2 separate regions of the Mus musculus genome follow, and region 2 is linked to region 1. Evidence: chromatin contacts called from public HiChIP or PLAC-seq data. All regions are on one chromosome and are shown on one strand. The core of a region is the stretch at or near the end of the contact, and the rest is flanking DNA. Distances in the headings are between cores, read along the strand shown. Region 1 holds the start of Cmtm8 (CKLF-like MARVEL transmembrane domain containing 8). Region 2 has its middle 12 kb from the start of Osbpl10.

Region 1 (6,729 bases), core at 2,253-4,752:
TAGCTAAGAAAATCACTGGCTTCTAGCCTAGTAAGCCCCTAGATTCAGGGAGAGACCCTGCTTCAAACAAGTAGAAGAGAGTGACAGAGGACATCTTCGTTCACACAGACATGCACACCCACCCACACGGATAAGTATACTTAAATAAATGTGTAACAGCAGGCCACAATGAAGAAAAAATATACAAGGATTTTTTTTTTAAAGTAGAAAGACAAGCTAGAGAGATGGTTCAGTGGTTAAGAACACTGGTTGCCCTTTCAGAGGTCCTGAGTTCAATTCCCAGCCACCACATGGTGGCTTACAACCATCTGTACTGGGACCCGATGTCTTCCTCTGGTATGTCTGAAGACAGTGACAATGTACTCACAGACATAAAACAAACAAATAAATCTTTTTTTAAAATGCTTTAAAGTGGGAAGACTAGAACAATAAACCAATTTTTAAAAATTTTAAAATGATATTTTCCTCATTTGAGAGAACACACGAGGTACTCTGTGTGCAGGAAGAGAGACCCTCACTTGAAGCCATGTCACTATGACAGTTATACAGAGAAAGAACGTTCCAATGGGATGGGGGAGACGAACTGGAATTAACCTTTTATTTTGAGATAGGGACTGGCACAGCACAGGCTGGCCTGGAACTTGTTATGCAACCAAGGATGACCTTGAATTCCTGACCCGCCTGCCTCTACTTCCATATAAGTTACCCTATGGCTCAGTTGTGAGGTGTTTGCCAAGTCATAGGTTAACTGGTACTGGTCTAACCCAAGCCATATAATGGCTATCATGGAAGACAGGCAGGGCTGAACTTCCATGGTCCACGTATTGCTTTTCTATTGCTGTGATAAAGCAACTTGTAGAAGAGTTTGTTAGGGCTTATGGCTCCAGAAGGGTAGACCCCGTAAAGACAGAGCTAAGGTGATGGCAGAGGCAGGAAGTTTGAGGGCTCACTTTTTTTTTTAAGACTTATTTTTATTTTATTTATATGAATACACGGTAGCTATCAAAAGAAGGCATTGGATCCCAGTAGAGATAGTTGTGAGACACCATGTGGTTGCTGAGAATTGAACTCAGGACCTCTGGAAGAGCAGCCAATGCTCTTAACTGCTGACCCACCTCTTCAGCCCCGAGGACCCACATCTTAAACTACAAGCAGAAAGAGAAAGAGTGCATTGGGAATGGCCCCAGGCTAAAGCTTGCCTCCAGTGCTTCCTGCAACAAGGCCACACCTCCTAAGACTCCCCCAGCAGTGCCATTAGTTTGGGACCAAAAAATAAGGTAGAGGGTTGGTCAGATAGCTCCATGGATAAAAAAGGTGTTTGCCACCAATCCTGACAGTGTCCTTCAAATCCCAGAGGCAACTTGGCAGAAGGACACAATAGACTGCCATAAGTTGTCTTCTGATCTCCACAGGCCACGTCCCCCTCCCAAGTAAAGAAGGGGAATATGAACATAGCCACACATGCCCATGCACACACATACACCAACCCCAAAAACTGTATGGGGGAGCTCCCTGCAGCCTATAGAGCCATGTGAACACATCAACAGTAGTTCACCTTAGTGATGGGACGAAGGGTCCTTGACAGTTCTATCGCTTTCATATTCTCTGAAGGTATGTAACAGAGAGCACGTGGGCAGCAAACACACCAACACAAGGTGGTGGTGGTCTGAGCCACCCCACAGAAGCCCCAACTCAGTCACTTGAGCGTCTATTTGCTTTTCTGAAGCGGGAGAGCCAGCCAACTCCCTCACTCACACAGCAAATATTTGTTGAGCTCTTTAACGCCAGGCCAGGCCTTGCACTGTGACTGTAATACTTAGGGCTATTTAATAGGGCTGCAAATACCCTTGGGGCTGCCTGGGCCAACCATTTTGGAGATGAGCTAAGCTAACACTTTCCCAACTTTCCGTGGAAGCTGATTGGGTGGGTCTGGGGTGGATCTGCGCCTTGAGTCAGCAAGCTCCCGGGATCCACACAGGGGCTGCTGAAGGTTTCTCAGAGGGTCCATGCACACTCAACCACTGTACAACACGATCTCCGCCCCCATTCTCTAGCTTTCCTATGGGCTGGATTTCAGTTTCACAAATGCTTCCTTGGGTCTGAGATGCAACAGAAGGGGGACTCCTATTTAGACTGTGGGAGTCGACGCTCCTTAGCAGGTAGGAGCAGGGAGCAAGAAAAGGGCAGACATAGGTTTGAATCTCAGCTCTGCCAACAAGTGTAAACTTCCGTCCAGTCTCTGACTCAGTTTCCTCGCGTGTAAAATAAGCTTACTTGCAACCACCTTCAAGGGAGAGCGCATCAGGGCCTACACAAACTTAGAAGCTCCTCCAGGACTGACACCCTGGTAGAGGGCGAGGACAATAGATAGTGGCCTCCACCAGTAGTCAACAGAACTCCAGGCGGAAGGCCTGGCTTCCCAGGAACAGCACGTACAAGTCCTGCCTCCCTCCCGGGCACTTGCCCAGCCCCCACCAGGATGTGCTCAGTCCGTACAGCGGCCCTCAAGGGCTTAAAGAGGTTGAGATTCTCAGATTTATTCAGGGAAATGTTCTTGATTCATCTGTATTTGACCACAGGAAGTTAATTACTCAGAAGTTCTCTCCTTTATAACTTTTAATAGGAAAACTTTTAAAACTGGGGGTGCGGCTCAGCGATAGAGCATCCGACTGGCACGTGAAGCTCTGAGTTCCAGACCAGCACTTTGGAAGGGTCAGTTTGATAACAAACAAACAAACAAACAAACAAAAACGTTGTTTTTTAGGGACCCCTGCACGTGGAGATCAGGTGAGGTAGGCCCTAAGTATTCCAGACACCCATTATCTATAAACGCCCACCAAAGTATCCGGCTCCCGGGAAAGACCACCATCCTTCGAATGAAAACAGCAAGCTGTGAGTTACCTCCCACAGCAGACATCCTGAGGGTCACAACCCTGGTTCCCAAGGGAGCCTCAGGTGAAAGAACCTGAATGTGAGTTTTGCACTTTACAAAGAAGTCGAAGCTCAAGAGTGTTCCCGGAGCCCGCGGGAAGACCGGAGCCAGCTCGGTGGGCGGAGCTGGAGGCGCGCGAGCTAGCCGAGTCCACCTGCCTCCCTCCGCCCGGCCCAGCCCGGCCCGGCCCGACACTTACGATCTCGGCTACGATCAGGAGCCCCGGCGGGGTACGGAGGAACTCTCGGTCGTAAGCGAAGCTGCTGCTGGTGGTGGAGAAGTTCTCCGCAAAGGAGCTGGTAGTGGTGGTGACCGTGTGCGAGCGCGCGCGCTGCTGCTCTTCCATCGTCGCCCCGGGAGCTGGCCCGGGTCCCCGAGGACCCTACCCCCACCCAATGAGTTCCCTGGGCTCAGGATCGCGGGCCAGGGAATCGCGGATGATGGGAGGCGGGCAAACCCGGGTGATCTCCAGGGTCAGGTCCGCAAGTGTCCCAACACCTCGGCGAGCGCACTCTGGGTCTGCTCGGAGACCCGGGAACGGGATCGCTGGCGACCGGTGGCAGTGGACTGCGGGGGAGGGGAGAGAAGAGGAGGGGCGTAGACTGGGCGGGTGAGGGCGGGCACTCCAGGACCTCCCCTCGGGGGCGCCGCCGCGCGGCCACAGCACCTGTCTCCCAGGGACTGAGAGCTCTCGGGGGTGCAGGGACGCGTACCGGATCGCTAAGGGTGAGCGGCACCTCCTGGTCACACTCCTTCTAGCTCGAGCCACAATTAGGCTCCGCCCACCTAGGGCCACCAGACTTGGACCAGCTTCCTCCCACCTGGCTGGACTAGCAGCAGGGCCTCTTAAGGAAACTCAGGCCTCTAGGGACGTGGCCGCTCCAGGACTACAGGCGGTTGGGGGAGGGAGGCTAGAATTGTGACCTAACCAGACCTTAAACCAGGGATCGATGTGAGGCCGCTTGGACAGCCCTCACCCACTCCGCTGCAGCCGTCACCAAAGCCGGCGCTGTTTCCTGCCCCTCCTGTCCGGAACAATTTGAGGAACCAACTTAATCGCCGGGGAGTGAGAGCGAGAGGCTTCTAGGCGCTCTCCACAACTTTGGCGGAGACTAGCTGGATTGTGGAGAGGAAGATGGAAAGTGGGGGAGATGTTCGGGATTCCTGGTCAAGATGTATCAATATGACAGATCTCATTAGCTTTGGGGGGGGGGGGGCTTGTTTCAAACTTGAATGGAACCGTCTGTGCAAAGTGATGTTTATGACAAGCTAGTTGTGCTTCCCGGGGTCAGGGAGGAGGGGTGGACATCTCCTTGCGTGGGCAGCTGTGTGCCAGTCAGGTGAGTGCTGCGCAGAACCCTGGGTACTTGTGTAATTAGCATGAAGTTATTGGTTCTGCTTTACTGGACCTCAGTGCTACCACCCGTGTTTCAAGACGGACTTTGATGGACGATGGACATTTGGCTAAAATGATCTGCTTCCATGTGCCTGTCCTCCTCTTGTTTTGTGAAGAGTGACAAGAGACAATTCATCTGAACCCACCAAGTGGGCTTTGATTCGAAGTGAAGGCATATCAGATTTTAAAAGTTGTCAGAAAGTGTATCCTATTGGTGGATCCGAAAAGAAAGCACAAAGAACAAGCTAATAGAAGGAGTTAGTTTATGGGAGATGGTGGCTCACACATTTAATCCTAGCACTCAGGAGGCAGAGGCAGGCAGATCTCTGAGTTCCAGACCAGCCTGGTCTACAGAGTGAGTTCGAAGACAGCCAGAGATACACAGAGAAACCCTGATTTGAAAAAACAAACAAACAAACAAACAAACAAAAACATCTTTTTAACCTGGGTGGTGGTGTTGCAAGCCTTTAATCCTAGCCTGGAGAGGTAGAGGTTTGAGGCCAGCCTGGTCTACAGAGTGAGTTCCAGGACAGCCAGAGATACACAGAGAAACCCTGTCTTGGGGGTGGGGTGGGGGCGGGGAGAGTTTAAACCTGGGTCCTCCCTAGGAAAACTCTAGGGTAAAGTGTTTCAAGAATATGCCAACAGTTTCAGTGTGGTGGCTCATACTGATAATTTCATCACTGGGGGAGCTGAGGCAGGAGGATAGAGTTCAAAGCTAGCCTAAAGTTACAGGGTAAGGGGCTGGTGAGATGGCTCAGTGGTTAAGAGCGCCGACTGCTCTTCTGAGGGTCCCGAGTTCAAATCCCAGCAGCCACATGGTGGCTCACAACCATCCATAACTAAATCTGATGCCCTCTTCTGGAGTGTCTTCAGACAGCTACAGTATACTTACCTATAATAATAAATAAATCTTAAAAAAAAAAAGTAAAGTTACAGGGTGAGACCCTGTCTGAAATAATAGTCTGTGCTACATAGTGAGCTCAGCCTAGATACAGAAACCCTATCTAGAAATACATAGTTCAAGGTCATATTGGGATCCATAGAGGGTTTGAGGCCAGGCTGGGCTACATAGTGAGACCCAGTCTCTCCTCCCACCACCAATGAAAAAAAAATTTTTTTCCTTGAGGTAGGCACCTGCCACCCATGATAACAAGTAGTTCTGGGATTAAAGGCATAGACCACTACTTCTTTCTTTCTTTCTTTCTTTCTTTCTTTCTTTCTTTCTTTCTTTCTTTCTTTCTTTCTTTCTTTCTGTTTCATGTGCATGGTAGTGTCTGATCCCCTGGAACTGCGGTTACAGACCTTGTGGGCTGCAGTTTGGGTGCTGGAAATTAAACTCACATCCTCTGAAAGAGTAGTCAGTGTTCTTAACCACTGAGCCACCTTTCCAGCTTCCGGAATTCAAGTTTTAGACCCCACTGTAGACCAAACCACTGAGGACAGAGCTAGGAAGCTGTATGGGAATGAGCCTCCAAAAACCAAGTGCTCAGAGAAATTGCTCAAGTGGCTGGAAGTGAGAGACAGGGGAGTCTGGAGGAGCCTAAGGCAACACATACCCAATACTGAAGACTTGAAGTCTCAGCGATTCTACTCATAATACAAAGGACACTCCCTTTCTGAGACCCCTGGGGCAGGATGGTTTTCAGGAGTCTGGCTTTTCTTTACTTTGGGAAGGTACACTAAGTGACTGGAGAGATGACCCAGGCACTAAGAGCGACACTGCTTTTACTGAAGAGCGGAGTTGGGTTCCCAGCACCCATGTCAAGCAGTTCATGACCACCTGCAGCTCTAACTCCAGCGGATCCAACGCCCTCTTCTGGATTCCTCAGGCACCTGCACCTCACATTCACTCAACAAAGACACAGATGTGTACATAAAGATAAATCTTTAAAAAGTAAAATAAGTATATATGCCATTTTCTTTGTGTGTGTGCACACATGTGGGGCATGAGTGTGTGTGCATATATGTGTGTGGGGGTGAATGTGTGTAGGGGGTGAGTGTGTGGGAGTGAGTGCGTGTGTAAAGGCCAGAGGAAGACATTCAGTGTTGTATTCTGTCACTGTGTCAGGGTCTGCCACTGATCTTGGAGCTAGGCCGGCATCCAGCAAACCCCAGTGGCCCTCCTGTATCCACCTCTGATGGCTCTGGAGTTAAAGACAAGTTTGTGATCAGACCTGGCTTTTTATATGAATGCTGGGGGTTTGAACTCATGACCTCAGGCTTATGCAGCAAGTTCTCTTCTCCACTGCCCACCTCCCCAGCTCCAACAGATGCACATACAGTGTATGATTCTGTGCAAGGTCCCAGTCAATTGTACTAATTTTCTGTAGTGGGACTATGTTTGTGTTGGATTATCTATCACAGTACTACAATGATTCTGAACACCAACAGCTTCAAA
Region 2 (6,729 bases), core at 2,461-4,960, 120 kb after region 1:
CTCACTTGCAGGTCCTGTGTCTTCCAATGTGGAAAGATAAAGATTCCCAGGGCCGCCAATGGGCTATAATAAGGTCCTTGTTGAGTTTGACCAAGTTCTTGGTCTGTATGTTCATTCCTTTGACACAGAAGGGAGTGGAATCCTTCTGTAGTTTTTCTTTTCCTTTCCTTCTTACCTTCCTTCTTTTTTTCTTTTTCTTAAGCAAGGTCTCATATATCCCAGTCTGACCTTGAACTCCCTATGTAGGTGGGGATGGCCTTGAATTCTGCTCCACTTTACCTACCCAGGCTGGAACTGCAGAGATGTTCCACTGTGACTCACCTCTGCAGTGCTTGGTATGGAGCCCAGAGCTCCCTGCATGCAGGGCAAACCCTTCTGCAACCCAGCACATGCCTGACCCCTACACATCTTTTCCTTGGGTGTAAATTCAATCTATGATTTCTACATAAATATTAAACACACTAATTTTGCAAGTGACTAAGAGGTGATACAGTCTTTATCCCTGACAGACAGCCAAAGGACAAATGGCCTCTCTTTATCTTCTTCCTTGCTAGGGCCTCAGCTTGGGACCTTGCTTTCTTTTAATCTCTCTCTCTCTCTCTCTCTCTCTCTCTCTCTCTCTCTCTCTCTCTCTCTCTCTGTCTTCCATTGCTCTCCAGTGAAGAGCTGGGTAGGAGACTTCTTCTGTTTCACCCTGGGATCTGCTCCCTGCAGCCCTTTCAATCTGGAGCCTCCCTTGGCCAGCCACGCGTTTCCTTGTGGCAACTTTATTTCTGGAGTCTCCTTGTTCTTTCTTGATACTGAGTGGTGACCAGAGGTCAGCCTGGCTTCCCAAACACTTTCAGGAAGTAAAGGGGTCTGGTTCAGGGTAACATGTACCAAAAGGCTCCACTCCCAGAAAGCTCCACTTTGCCAGCCTGAGACCCACCAGCTGAGTGATATTCAGAAGTTATTTTACAAAAATGTGTATGGGTGTTTTACCTACATGCGTGTGCCTGCACTACATGGGGACCAGCTGTCTACGGAGGTCAGAAGAGAGCATCAGATACCCTGAAACTAGAGCTGTGGATGGCTGTGAGCTATGGTGTGGGTGCTAGGAGTCAAACACAGGCTCTGGAAGAGCAGCCGGTGCTCTTAACCACTGAGGCACCTAGCGGCCACTTTTAATAGGAGCACTGACTCTCCGTTGCCCCCCGCAGAGGCCCGACAGGCAGCTGGATGCAGGATGAGCATCTCTGCCTCCATTCTGCACCTGTCTCTTTCCTTGTTTTAAACTTGGGGTCTGACTTCTGTTCTGTGTGTGTATGTTAGGGAGCATTCCTCAAAAGCTGGGGATCCCCCCCCCCCATTCAAGACTGAAGACACAGAGATAAGAGGCACTGAGGTGTTCCTGGGCTTTGCAGGGACAGCCTGATGAACAGCCTGTCCCCTGCCTGCTTCTACAACATTCCAGATCAGCAGAGAGACTGGATGTTCCCAGCTCTTGTGTAACCATGTCCTACCTTTGCTCCTCCATCTGGATCCTCCTTGGCAGCCTTGTCTCCCCAGGCTATCTCCAGCACCAGCCCACCCCGCAGGCGTTTCCTCCCCTGCCTCCAGCAGCACACTCAGACCCCGACCTGAGACAGCTGAAGCAGTATCCAGCTTGGTCCTTCCCAGGATAATGAGAGATTTGTCAGTGCCTCCCAAACAATGGATACCTCCCCCACATCCTCCATCGCTTGTCGCCAGTTTATCAAGGGGGCTGGTTGGGACACCCCCTTGTTAGGCCTCTGATACGAGACTATAGAGACAGAGCTCTTCACCTTGGCATGGCTCCTCTGGGTGACTTGCCCATCTTTTGTGTGTGCGGAGAAGTGCATGCTGTGAACTCGGCTGGGCAGTGAGCACACACTACAAGGGACGTATGCATTCTCCTTCTGTAGGTAACTCTGGTACTTCTTAAAACATTCCCTCCTCCTCCTCTTCCTCCTCTTTTTCCTCCTCCTCCTCTTGTTCCTCTTCCTCCTCATCTTCCTCCTCCTCTTCTTCCTCCTTGCCACCTTCTACTTCCTCTTCCTCCTCTTCATCATCAATCATCGTCGTCATCATCATCATGTGTGTATAGTTCAAGTTCAGAGGGGAAAAAACCTTTCAGGAGTGGCTTCTCTCTTTCTACTGTGTATCTGGGCATCCAGTCATTAGGCTTATAAAGCAAACAATTTTACCTGTTCAGCAGCCCATCCCCCAACACATAGTTTTTAATACAGTCTCAGGCTGACCTTTAACCCAAAGAAATCGCCTGTCTCTGCCTTCCAGTTGCTGAGATTACAAATACCCATTGCCATGTTAGGACGGTATAACCTAAAAAAAAAAGTGTGTTTATATTTATGTGTTGTGTGTGTGTGTGTCATGTGTGTGCCCAAGGAGACCAGACAAGGGCTTTGGATCTCCTGGAGCTGGGATGACAGGTATATCACATGATTGCCTGGCATCCAAAGAGGTCAGAGGAGAATGTGAATCCCCTGGAGCTGGAGTTTGGGCAGAAGTGAGCCACCCTGTGGCTGCTGGGAATGGAATCCAGGTTCTCGACAAGAGCCACACCTACTCTTTTTTTTTTTTTTTTTTTGGTTTTCGAGACAGTGTTTCTCTGTGTAGCCCTGGCTGTCCTGGAACTCACTCTGTAGACCAGGCTAGCCTCAAACTCAGAAATCTGCCTGTCTCTGCATCTGCCTCCCAAGTGCTGGGATTAAAGGCGTTCGCCACCATGCCCGGCAATAAGTACATTGTAGCTGTCTTCAGTCACACCAGAAGAGGGCATCGGATCCCCATTACAGATGGTTGTGAGCCACCATGTGGTTGCTGGGATTTGAACTCAGGACCTTCGGAAGAACAAGTCAGTGCTCTTACCCACTGAGCCATCTTGCCAGCCCCTCCCACCTTTAAGATTTATTTATTTCATGTATGTGAGTACACTGTTGCTGTCTTCAGACACACCAGAAGAGGGCATCGGATCCCCACTACAGATGGTTGTGAGCCACCATGTGGTTGCTGGGAATCGAACTCAGGACCTCTGGAAGAGCAGTCAGTGTTCTTAACCGCCTAGCCATTTCTCCAGTACCAGGTGCAGGATTCTTAAGACCAGAGTGGCCCATGGCTACACTGTGAGGGATTGTCTTGATTGGTGATTGACTTGAGAGGTAAGTCTATTCCTAAGACTGTGTAAGGAAGCCATTTGAGCATGAACCTGTGGCCGACCTAGCAATCAGCATTCCTCCATGGGTTCTGCTTTGAGTTTCCTCGATGATGAACTGTGACCTGGAAGTGAATGCTGAAATAAACCTTTGTTCCTTCGGGGTTGCTTTTGGTCGTGGATTTCCTCACAGCAACAGAAAGGAAACTAAAACACCCCCTGTTACCCGCTCATCCATCTAGCCATTCTCCGTCCATCCATCCATTCACATCCCCTCACCTACCAATCCCTACACACCATTTGTCTGTCTGTCCATCCAGCTGTCTCTCCATCCATCTCTTCATCTACCAACCATCACTCCATCTGCCCATCCCTCTGTCCTCCAGCGTGGAAAACCTATTTTCCTGACATGAAGGCACACGGGGCATCTGACCCCATATATTTTCTATGTTAAAAAAAATGAAGGCTGCAGTCTGGGAGGGGCCGGAAGAAAGACACCCAAGCATCCGCCCTGCCACATGGCGGGCACCATGTGATGCGCGCATATGTGACAGAGATTTGGGAGAAAAGGTGGAGCTGAATGTTTTAAGGTGGAGCTGAATGTTTTAAGGTGGAGCTGAATGTTTTAAGGTGGAGCTGAATGTTTTAAGGTGGAACTGAATGTTTTAAGGTGGAACTGAATGTTTTAAGGTGGAGCTGAATGTTTTAAGGTGGAGCTGAATGTTTTAAGGTGGAGCTGAATGTTTTAAGGTGGAACTGAATGTTTTAAGGTGGAACTGAATGTTTTAAGGTGGAACTGAATGTTTTAAGGTGGAACTGAATGTTTTAAGGTGGAGCTGAATGTTTTAAGGTGGAACTGAATGTTTTAAGGTGGAACTGGAGATGCGATGGTGGCGAGGAAGAGGTATACATGAGAAGCCTGCACAACCATTACATGAGGCCATGGTGATGTCTGGGCCCGAGGTCCCACCACAGTGGGGTTTGTACTGATGTCTGCGGCTCCATTTGCCACTGAAGGCCATCTGGATGTCAGTGGTCTGGGCTGCTGCCTGAGACCATGTTGATGGCTGGAGGCTGTACTGATGTGTGTGTGTGTGTGTGTGTGTGTGTGGTCATCTGAGGTCATCGTGAAGTCCTGGTCTGGGCGGCTGCTGAGGGCCATGTCTGGAGTCAGTGTCGATGTCTGTGGCCTGAGTGGATGTCCATGGTCTGGGCTGCCACCTGAGGCCATGGTGACATCTGGGCCCATGCTGCCTCCAGGGACCATGTCTGGGTCTGTGATCCTATGGCTGCCAGGGTCTGTGTTGATTATTGAGACCTGTGTTACCACCAAAGGCCATGTGGCTATCCATGGTATGTGCTGCTTCCTGAACCATGTTGATGTCCAAGCACTGTGCAGAGCCGGCCCCACACTTTGTCTGCTGTAGGGGAGCTAGCCCTACTCCTCACTTGGGCAGTGTGAGAGAGCTGCCTATGATGGCATGGGCGAGCCCAGATGGAGTGAGTGCTGGAGAGCTGACCCCACCTCTTGCCAGCTGTGGCACTCAGGGAGAGCTGGCCCCATCCCTCACCGGCTGCAGCAATCAGGAAAGCCACCCCCTGCACCTTGCCTGGGCAGCATAGTAGAACTGGCCCTGGTGGCAGGGGTTGGACAGGGGTGGCTGGCCACAAGTGAACTGGGCCCTTGTGAGCTTGGGAGACCTAGTGTCTGTTGAACAGTGGCATGGGGCCTAGGAGGGAATCCACCCCTCTCCCTCCCTCCCACAGCAGGCGGGAGAGCCAACCCTGGTGGCATGGTGCAGGAGATCTGGTAGGCTGACACACTCAGCTTCCACTCAGACCTAGATCCAGGGCTCTGAGTTGGCCTACCCCAACGTTTGCCGATCTATGAACTGCAGGACCACATGAAGTGGTGGGTCCTGCAGACGCAAACCTGAAAGTTCTCTGTGACACAGGGCAACAACAGGATATCCAGAGGAGTCCCAGCGAGGGTCAATACTGATCTGTAGCAGAAGCCAGGGGACTTGAACCAGACCAGTGGCTCACTGCAATGAGGATTTGCAAGTAAAGCTGTTGGGGCAAAAGTATGACAAGCTGTGACATACTATAGCTTCCATGACAAGGGGTTGTTTTTGTTGTGGTTGTTTTTGTTGTTATCGTTTTGTTTTCCTTGTTTTTTTTTGTTTTGGGGAGATTGCTGAGGCAGAGAGCAGATACGAAAGGGTGGGAGATGGGTGGGATTGGGGTGCCTGGTGTGACATTCATAAAGTATCAACAAAAAGTTAAAAAAAAATTAATTGAGCTGGGTGGTGGTTGTGGCACAGGCTTTTAATCCCAGAAATCGGGAGGCAGAGGCAGGAAGATCTCTCTGAGTTCAAAGCCAGCCTGGTCTACAGAACTAGCTCTATGCTGGTCAGGGTTACACAAAGAAACTCTGTCTCAGAAAGCCAAAGCAACCTAAACAAAACAAAACAAACAAACAAAACAAAAAAAACCCAAACCTAATTAATGGTTCTGGTTGTTAGGAGTTTTAGGGACAGAAGGATGGCCTTGCATGTGCTGGGCCAGCACTCTGCTGCTGTACTATGGACCCCAGCTCCAGTCTGAGCTTTGACAAAAGCATGGGGCCCTTGTCACTAAGTCCACAATGAAGACAGGACCATTCACTGCCCAGACATCTCCGAAAGTCTTCTCTGCAGCTCCTCTCCGTGTCAAGCCCTTGCTCGACACAGGTGCGTGGCAACCTCCAATGTACAGTCACTGGCTCTGCCTTCTCCAGAGCATCCCGGGCACGAAGCCTCCCCTGTGAGGTTGGGTTATCAGTGATTTTCTGTTTTTGCAGCCAGACGAATGTTTCCCAATTTGTTTCCCCCTCATTTCTTCTTAAAAGTTTTTTGGGTGTTTATACATTAAAAAAAAAATCACGTTCTGCTGGGCAGTGGCGGCAGTGACCACAACTTTGATCACAGTGCTTGGGAGGCAAAGGGCAGAGGGCAGAGGGCAGAGGCAGGTGGATCTCTATGAGTTTGAGGTCTGCTTGCTCTACAGAGCTAGTTCTAGGATGGCCAGGGCTACACAAAGAAACCCTATCTCTAGACCACCACCACCACCACCACCACCACCACCACCACCACCACCACAAACAACAACAAAAATGATATTTTATTGATTTAGTGTGTATGTGCCTCTTAGTAATTTTTTAATCATTCTCTCTTCTCCTTCCATCTGTCCCTCTCTCCCTCCTCCCCTCCCACCTCCTTCCCTCCCTCCTCCCCTCCCCTGCCAGGATCTCTCCTGTCTCAGGCTGGCTTGGAACTTGCTGTGTAGCTGAGAATGACCTTGAACTCTGCACCCTCCTGCCTCCCTGTCTTAGGTGCTGGGACTGCAGGTGTGCACCACTGGGCCCAGCTTTATGTGGTGGTTCGGATGGAACCAGGCAAGCACTTTACAATTTGAGCCACATCCTCAATCCTGTAGTAATATTTTATAGCAACGATAAACTCTGTTATGAAACAAATGGAAGACAGAAACTCCATTAAATTGCATTTGCACGGCTG

What was found. HiChIP or PLAC-seq counts read pairs in DNA pulled down with a chosen protein or histone mark.
Region 2: a contact with region 1 is called in an H3K4me3 HiChIP or PLAC-seq map of embryonic stem cells, with 15 read pairs. The contact joins the enhancer-like site here to the promoter of Cmtm8 in region 1. A contact is called at or near these places in 2 of 39 promoter capture datasets (embryonic stem cells and hematopoietic stem and progenitor cells), 1 of 484 Hi-C or Micro-C datasets (extraembryonic endoderm stem cells), 5 of 115 datasets of contacts at active chromatin or transcription factors (embryonic stem cells, pancreatic cancer cells and stem cell-derived neural progenitor cells) and 3 of 9 other capture datasets (adipose tissue, liver and pancreatic islet).

What each region holds. Positions count from the first base shown.
Region 1 is chr9:114,840,650-114,847,378 of GRCm38.p6, forward strand. It overlaps Cmtm8 (CKLF-like MARVEL transmembrane domain containing 8), which reads right to left and starts at 3,503. Exons shown (of 4, transcript NM_027294.2): 1 at 3,132-3,503. The coding sequence starts at 3,278. It also overlaps a transcript of Gm30448 not described here.
Region 2 is chr9:114,962,786-114,969,514 of GRCm38.p6, forward strand. No RefSeq gene overlaps it. Among named protein-coding and RNA genes, the nearest start is that of Osbpl10, 12 kb to the right of the region's middle. Within about 2 kb of position 3,711, at least 6 of the 459 cell types and tissues checked have an H3K27ac peak or open chromatin away from gene starts, as enhancers often do. A contact at or near this core is called in embryonic stem cells, where this site is marked.